2 separate regions of the Macaca mulatta genome follow, and region 2 is linked to region 1. A link is a contact called in public Hi-C data. All regions are on one chromosome and are shown on one strand. The core of a region is the stretch at or near the end of the contact, and the rest is flanking DNA. Distances in the headings are between cores, read along the strand shown. Region 1 holds the start of TIMM10 (translocase of inner mitochondrial membrane 10). Region 2 holds the start of P2RX3 (purinergic receptor P2X 3).

The links. Hi-C and Micro-C count contacts between places; a contact is called where the count stands out from the background.
Region 2: a contact with region 1 is called in a Hi-C map of liver, with 4 times the contacts expected there. The contact joins the promoter of P2RX3 here to the promoter of TIMM10 in region 1. A contact is called at or near these places in 4 of 14 Hi-C or Micro-C datasets (cortical neurons, fetal cortex germinal zone, fetal cortical plate and 1 more).

What each region holds. Positions count from the first base shown.
Region 1 is chr14:15,871,542-15,874,856 of T2T-MMU8v2.0, reverse strand. It overlaps TIMM10 (translocase of inner mitochondrial membrane 10), which reads right to left and starts at 1,846. Exons shown (of 3, transcript NM_001261523.1): 1 at 1,832-1,846; 2 at 1,293-1,408. The coding sequence starts at 1,363.
Region 2 is chr14:16,067,870-16,071,184 of T2T-MMU8v2.0, reverse strand. P2RX3 (purinergic receptor P2X 3) reads left to right here and starts at 1,761. Exons shown (of 12, transcript XM_001103269.5): 1 at 1,761-2,072. The coding sequence starts at 1,954.

The DNA of each region.
Region 1 (3,315 bases), core at 597-3,096:
CCAGGCATCATGCTAAGTGCTTTACCTGCATTCTGTTATGCAATGCTTACAATTACCCCAAGAGATACTTATCCCCATTTTACAGACGAGAAAATTAAGGCAAACAGAGGCTCAGTAATTTTCTTTTTTTTTTTTTTTGAGACGGAGTCTCGCTCTGTCGCCCAGACTGGAGTGCAGTGGCGCTATCTCGGCTCACTGCAAGCTCCGCCTCCCGGGTTCACGCCATTCTCCTGCCTCAGCCTCCCGAGTAGCTGGGACTACAGGCGCCCGCCACCACGCCCGGCTAATTTCTTTTTGTATTTTTAGTAGAGACGGGGTTTCACCGTGTTAGCCAGGATGGTCTCGATCTCCTGACCTCGTGATCCGCCCGCCTCGGCCTCCCAAAGTGCTGGGATTACAGGCTTGAGCCACCGTGCCCGGCCGAGGCTCAGTAATTTTCTAAGAATCACATAGAGCTGAGATATGAACCCAGGTCATCTGACCTCACAGTCTACACTTAACAATCTTTCTAATTTATAGTCGTCAGGATAAACCAACCAATCAAGAGAGCTTAAGCCAATAAAAATAGCAGACATTTCACTGTTACTAAGTGTTGGGCTTGAGGCTAAGGACTTTCATATATTTTTAGATTTAATATTTATGATGCCCTATGAGGTAGGTATCATTATGTCTTTTTCATAATGAGGAAACCAATTGTCAAACAGTGCAAGTAACATGTCCAAGTATACTGCTGGTGATTGGTGGAGCCAGGATTTGTTCCCAAATGTGCCAAATGGTTATGAGCACTAGTTGCAGAACCAGACTGAGGTGCTAGTTCTGGCATTGTTACCCACCAGATGCGGACCCTAAGGAAGTTACTTAACCTCTAGCAGCATCAATTTCCTCATTTTAAGATGGGACTAATAAAATTAACCCACTGGATTATTTTGAAGATTAACAAGAGCCTGACACAGAATAAAGGGTTTTAAAATGTTAACTACTAAATGGGCTGGCTATGTGCTATTTATCAAGAGGCAAATACTCAGCTTTTCTTGGAACCTAACCAGAGCCTGGATTGGAGCTTCTCTTCCTGCTTGGCTCCTGCATTGCCAGTTCCATCCCCATCTAAATGCCCAACTCATTCTAGTGACTGCATCTACATTAGGATCAACCTTGGAGGTGCGTATGGGGAGGGTAAGCATGGGCCTCAGGCTCCCCTACATTCAGGAAGGCATTTGTTGTAAGTCATTCACCTTCGATATGGGTGACCAAGACTTATTTTCCAAGACAGGGTAGAACATAGTTCTCTTTACCTGTTGTACATATCGGCCATCATCTCCACCTCCAGCTCCGCAGCCAGCTGTTGGGCCCTGAGAGGATCCATCTCAGCCTAGCACCGTGGAAGGTATCTCCTTCTGGCCTCCTAATCCTGGGAGCAGACATCACCATCAGCACCCACCGCCGCCGTTCACTCTCCTACCCCTTGGGGCTAGAGGATACAGAGGACTCACAGGGCGCCAGACCACCACGGGCCACTAACCTCAGTGAGCTTAACCACCCCATTTCACGGATGTGGAAACTGAGGCCTCGCCCAAGGTCGCACAGGACGTCCATGGCGAGCCTGGAAATCGAGCCCCGGATCTCTGATGCCCCAGTCCCTGGAGGTCACCTCTATTCAGAAGATCGAGGACCGAGGCAGAACGCTCTAACCATAAGCCTGAACCTCCAGGGCCCTGGGAATGAGATCGTACGCTGAACACAGGCGACTGGGACGCAGCCTAAAGGCTGCGCCTCTGAAATGGCGACGCCATAATCAGAGCCACATTGAATTCAGAGGTCATGGGTCACTCACCACTGCCTGGGACGGATCGCAATGCTCACGGAGACCCCAACTTCTGACAAAAACTATAACGTTACCCGCCTCTCCAGAAGGCTCCAGCGGAAGCACGTGGGTTACTTCCGGGAGGGAAGTCCCGCCTCTCCTTTGATTCAAACTCGCTTCCGGAACTAAATACCAACGAGACGGCGCCGGGAACTCGGCGATCCTAGAGAGGGAGCGGCCGGCGCCGGGCGAAGAGGAAGGCGACTTGCCAGTGCTAGAGGGGACGCCAAAGTACCATAGAGGCTTGGGCGGGGTGCAGAGCGTCTGCAGCCCGCTTACAATTCAAGTCCCTTGGGATGTCACAGAGCCGCTTCAGTTTATTGGTTCTGTAGGAAGAGGCGTGGCGACAGATATCAGTGAACCTCATCCCAGTTCCGGACAGCCGACTCCTGAGCGTAAATCAGGCGTGGAGAAGGAAGAACGCCCCCAAACAGCGATTCTGTTTTTGTTTCGCGTTAAAATCCCTGAAACGTTTTTAAACGTCCCAGTGCCCAGGACTCACCTCATTTCAATTAAATCAGAATCTCTGGGAGTAGGACCCAGGCATCAATACAATTTAAAATTCCCCAGGTGATTCGTATGTACAGCCAAATTTGAGAAGCAGTGCTCCATGGGACGTTGTACGATTACTACTGTGTGTAGGTCACACTAAGCCCCTTCTGGTGTTGCAACGATAAGCGAGATAGGCTTCCTGCTCGTAGAAAGACAAGACGTGTAAAATACGTTTTCTTCAACAGTCAGAGGTCCTGAGCCACAAAGAGATTAATAAAAGCAATTTCGGCTGCCACCGGGGCTAATCTTGGGTGAGGGAGAAGGAGGGTACTGGTGAACTTTTCAACTTTCAAGACTTAATGTGTTCTTCAAACTGCACCATTCACTCATTCCCCACTAAAAAGAAGGAAACAACACTCAGTCCCTTGATTTGTCACACAATTTCCTAGTAAAATAAATTTACAAGATGTAAATTGATGACGCAAGGGCACATTGCTCATTGGAAAAGGTGGGCTAGACATTTTATATGTGTGGTCATCATATGCTTCCCTAATTGTCCAAGACCATCCTGATTTTAAACAATCGACCTTTCTGCTTTGAAGACTCATCTTTGTCAAACCTTGTGCCCTGATTTTTAAAGATTGAGGTATAATATTCATAAAGTGCATAAAATACACGAATCTCAAGCTTAATTAAATATATATGTGTATATATACATTTGTATAACCACCACCCAGATCAAGATATAAAATACTTCCTGCACCCCAAAAAGTTATCTTGTGTTTCTTCCCCATTAATACTCCCTCTTGAAGTTAACCACTATTCTGACCTCTATCACCATCAATTCGTTTTCCTTGTTCTTGAACTTCATGTAAATGGAATTACACATTATTTTCTATTTTGTGCCTGACGTCTTTAGCTCAATGTACCTGTAAGGTTTCCTCCATATTGTTGTGTGCATC
Region 2 (3,315 bases), core at 512-3,011, 200 kb before region 1:
GCAAAATAGTTTCTGTGTCATGGAGAGGAGTCGATGGAACACGAAGAAAAGTATTTGAACAGTTGTGGGAAGAAACGACCTCTCGCACTGGCTGCGGAGAGAATGCGGGTGTTGGTGTCACCGTGGGTGCACTGCTTTCTGGCTGACCTGTCAAGTTCGCCGTCTACACCCAAAATTTTCACATCCCTAACCGAAATGTATAGGTCCCCCCAAGAGGCTGACAAATGGCCGTATCCAGTTCAAGTCCTGGTATCAGATTCACTTTGGAGCCAGAACTGATTTGAAACCACATCATCCTGGGGTTGCGGAAGCCAGCTCTCCCTCATATAGTCCCAGAGTGCATTTTTGCAACATCAGAGACCAGACCTGGAAAATATATTTTAGTTTTTCTACCCCAACCTCTTTTTACTGATGGGAATACTGAGACCCAAAGGGGAGTGAGTTGCCCAGGGTCTCAGTGCGTTGGCAACAAGGCTAGGACACAGACCTCCTTACCACCACCAGTCCAGTTATCTTCTGTCATAATCACAGTGACTGTATGTTCAGAATGATTGATGATATGTGTCCTACATGAAGACATTAGTACAGAATATGTAAACTCAAGATTTCCCTGACAATCAGTACACCAGCTTGCTAACTCAATCCTGAGGTAAGAGACAACAGGAATGCACCCTTCTCCCCTGAATTCATAGCTTTAACCTCTGAGTAGTGGCTATTCCAGCATTATCTAGCAATATAAATTCAACTGGGTTTAATAGATAGATATTGAGGGCCTATGACTAATTTAGCACACTTCTCGGATTTGAGGAACTTGAACAAGACGAAAACATCCCTGGCTGGGCGCAGTGGCTCACACCTGTAATCCCAGCACTTGGGGAGGCCGAGGTAGGCAGATCACTTGAGGTCAGGAGTTCAAGACCAGCCTGGCCAATGTGGAAGCCCCGTCTCTATTAAAAATACAAAAATTAGCCAGGCATGGTGGCGGGTGCCTATAATCCCAGCTACTTGGGAGGCTGAGGCACAAGAATTGCTTGAACCCAGGAGACAGAGGTTGCAGTGAGCTGAGATCGTGCCACTGCACTCCAGTCTGGGCAACAGAGCGAGTCTCTGCCAAAAAAAGAAAAAGAAAAAGAAAAAAAAAATGGAAGGAAGGAAGAAAAGAAAGAGAAGGAAGGAAGGAAGAAAGAAAGAAAGACCCAGCCCCAACCTTTCGGGAAAACATAATCTAACAAATGATTTTGATAAATAAACTGAAAAAAAAAAAAAAAGAAGTGCTAACTGCTATGCTACAGGTAGAGTGAAACTCATTACCAACTGGAGTTAGAAATATGTGAGTCTTTACTCATCACACCCCAGAAGACCCAGAAAAACTTTCAAGAGACCCTCTCCCCCTGACCCATGCCACTGGGGGCAATTCAGGAAAGGAGGGGACGGCTGCAGAACTGGGTGGAATTTGGCTGGCACTCAGGAATGAAGGCGGTCTTCAGTTCAGGCAGGCTGTTAGGTGACTAGGGGACGGGAAATTGCAAAGGGCTTTAGGGAGAGCGTGAGCAGCTGGTGAGCTGGGATGAGGATGCTGCAGAAGAGAACAGAACAGAAACAGTAGACAGAGTGCAGATAAAACATTAGTCCCAGAGGGCTCCAGCCAGCTACATCCCAGGCAATCAGGAGCCCAGGATTGGAGACCCCACCCCTGCTGTGACATCACAGGGGAGTGGGGTGGAGACGAACAAAAAGGGGGTCCCCCGCCCTGGTCTCTTGGAAGCCAGAGTATCAAGAGAAGAGAGAACCTGACTAGGGTTGCCTGGCTTAAAGGGACAGGCTCCCCAGTCCTCCGACCCCTCTAAGCTGCCCCCTCCAGGTCGTGATCCTGTCTCCCTGTCCTGTGGGACCTCCCTCTCCTGAGGCCACCACTGGGCCCCCTTCTGAGTGTCCCCTGAGCACTCTCTCAGTATGAACTGCATATCCGACTTCTTCACCTATGAGACCACCAAATCGGTGGTTGTGAAGAGCTGGACCATCGGGATCATCAACCGAGTAGTTCAGCTTCTGATCATCTCCTACTTTGTGGGGTGAGTCTGTGGCCCTTCAGGTCCCTGGCGGGGTGGGCTGCCTGGCATCCCATCTTCACCCTCCTGCCTCAGAAACCTGCATCCAGCTTCCTGAGCTCCTCCCCTCCCGGGGAAACACTTTCTTCTGTGGAGCCGAGTCCTAAAGACTGGCCTCTGCCACCCCCACCTAGGACCTGAATTCACCTAGATGAATTCTTTTCCCAGTTCATCCTCCAGCGTTGAGAGTGGTTTCAAGACGCACACTCGGAGGAGTAGGGTCCCTGCCCTGGCACTGCCCTCCACCGAGGGAGGGCTCAGGAGCTCCATCTCCACCCTCCCTGCTCTCATCTCTCCAACCAGAGAACAGGCAGACCCCCTCCCACATCTTCAAATTCCCCTCAGTCAACTCTTCGGGGCCTCAAAAAGACAAGACAGCACAGAAATAGGGAAGGGAAGGTACTGAGACAAGGGGGTGGTGGCAGGTTGGTCAAGTTGGTGGCCGGGAGGGAAAGAGAGAACTGGGCCCATTTCAGAGTGAGGAATTTCCTTCCGGCATGGATGGGTGAGATGGTGAGAGAGAGAAAGGCAAGGGAGAAGCGCTGTGCTCTTGAAGGGGAGGACAAGGAGGGAACTGCCCCTTGATGAGGAAGCAAACACAGGCCCAAGGGAAGAGTGGCCAAGGAGAAAAGGAGCTTTTCTGAACACAGTGCAGCTTCCTCTCCAGGAATCCAGAAATGCTCCCCTTTGTCAAAAAGCCTAAGTTCCCCACCTCTCCCTGACCCGGTGCCATGTAACCCATCCTAGCAGTTGCTTAAGAGCCAGGAAGGTGCAAGCATCCCCTCTCAGCCCCCACCGCCTGGAAGCACACACCTACACACACACACACACACACACACAGGCGCGCGCGCACGCACACACAAAGGGCTCTGGAGCAGACAATGGCTGGGGGAGAATGCAGGTCCTATCCTTCTTGTGGTCATTTCCACGCACTGGTGGGCACCAGGAAATACAGGCAGAAACCTCGAAGGTTTTCTTTCCTGGGGTGTGGGTCTCCAATCTTATGCTGTTCTTTGAGACAATGGGTCTGTGCATTCGAGGCAGCAAGCCACTGACTGTTAGGAGTTAGTTCAAGCGGGTCAAAGGAGAATCCTGTGTGACTGTGGGCTGAAGCTGCATGCAAGCCTGCTTGCCTGAAAAGTTGAAGTTTATGTGAGGGTGTGGAGGGAAAGGTGGCTAGATGTGACTTTTTAGGTGATTGTTTGCT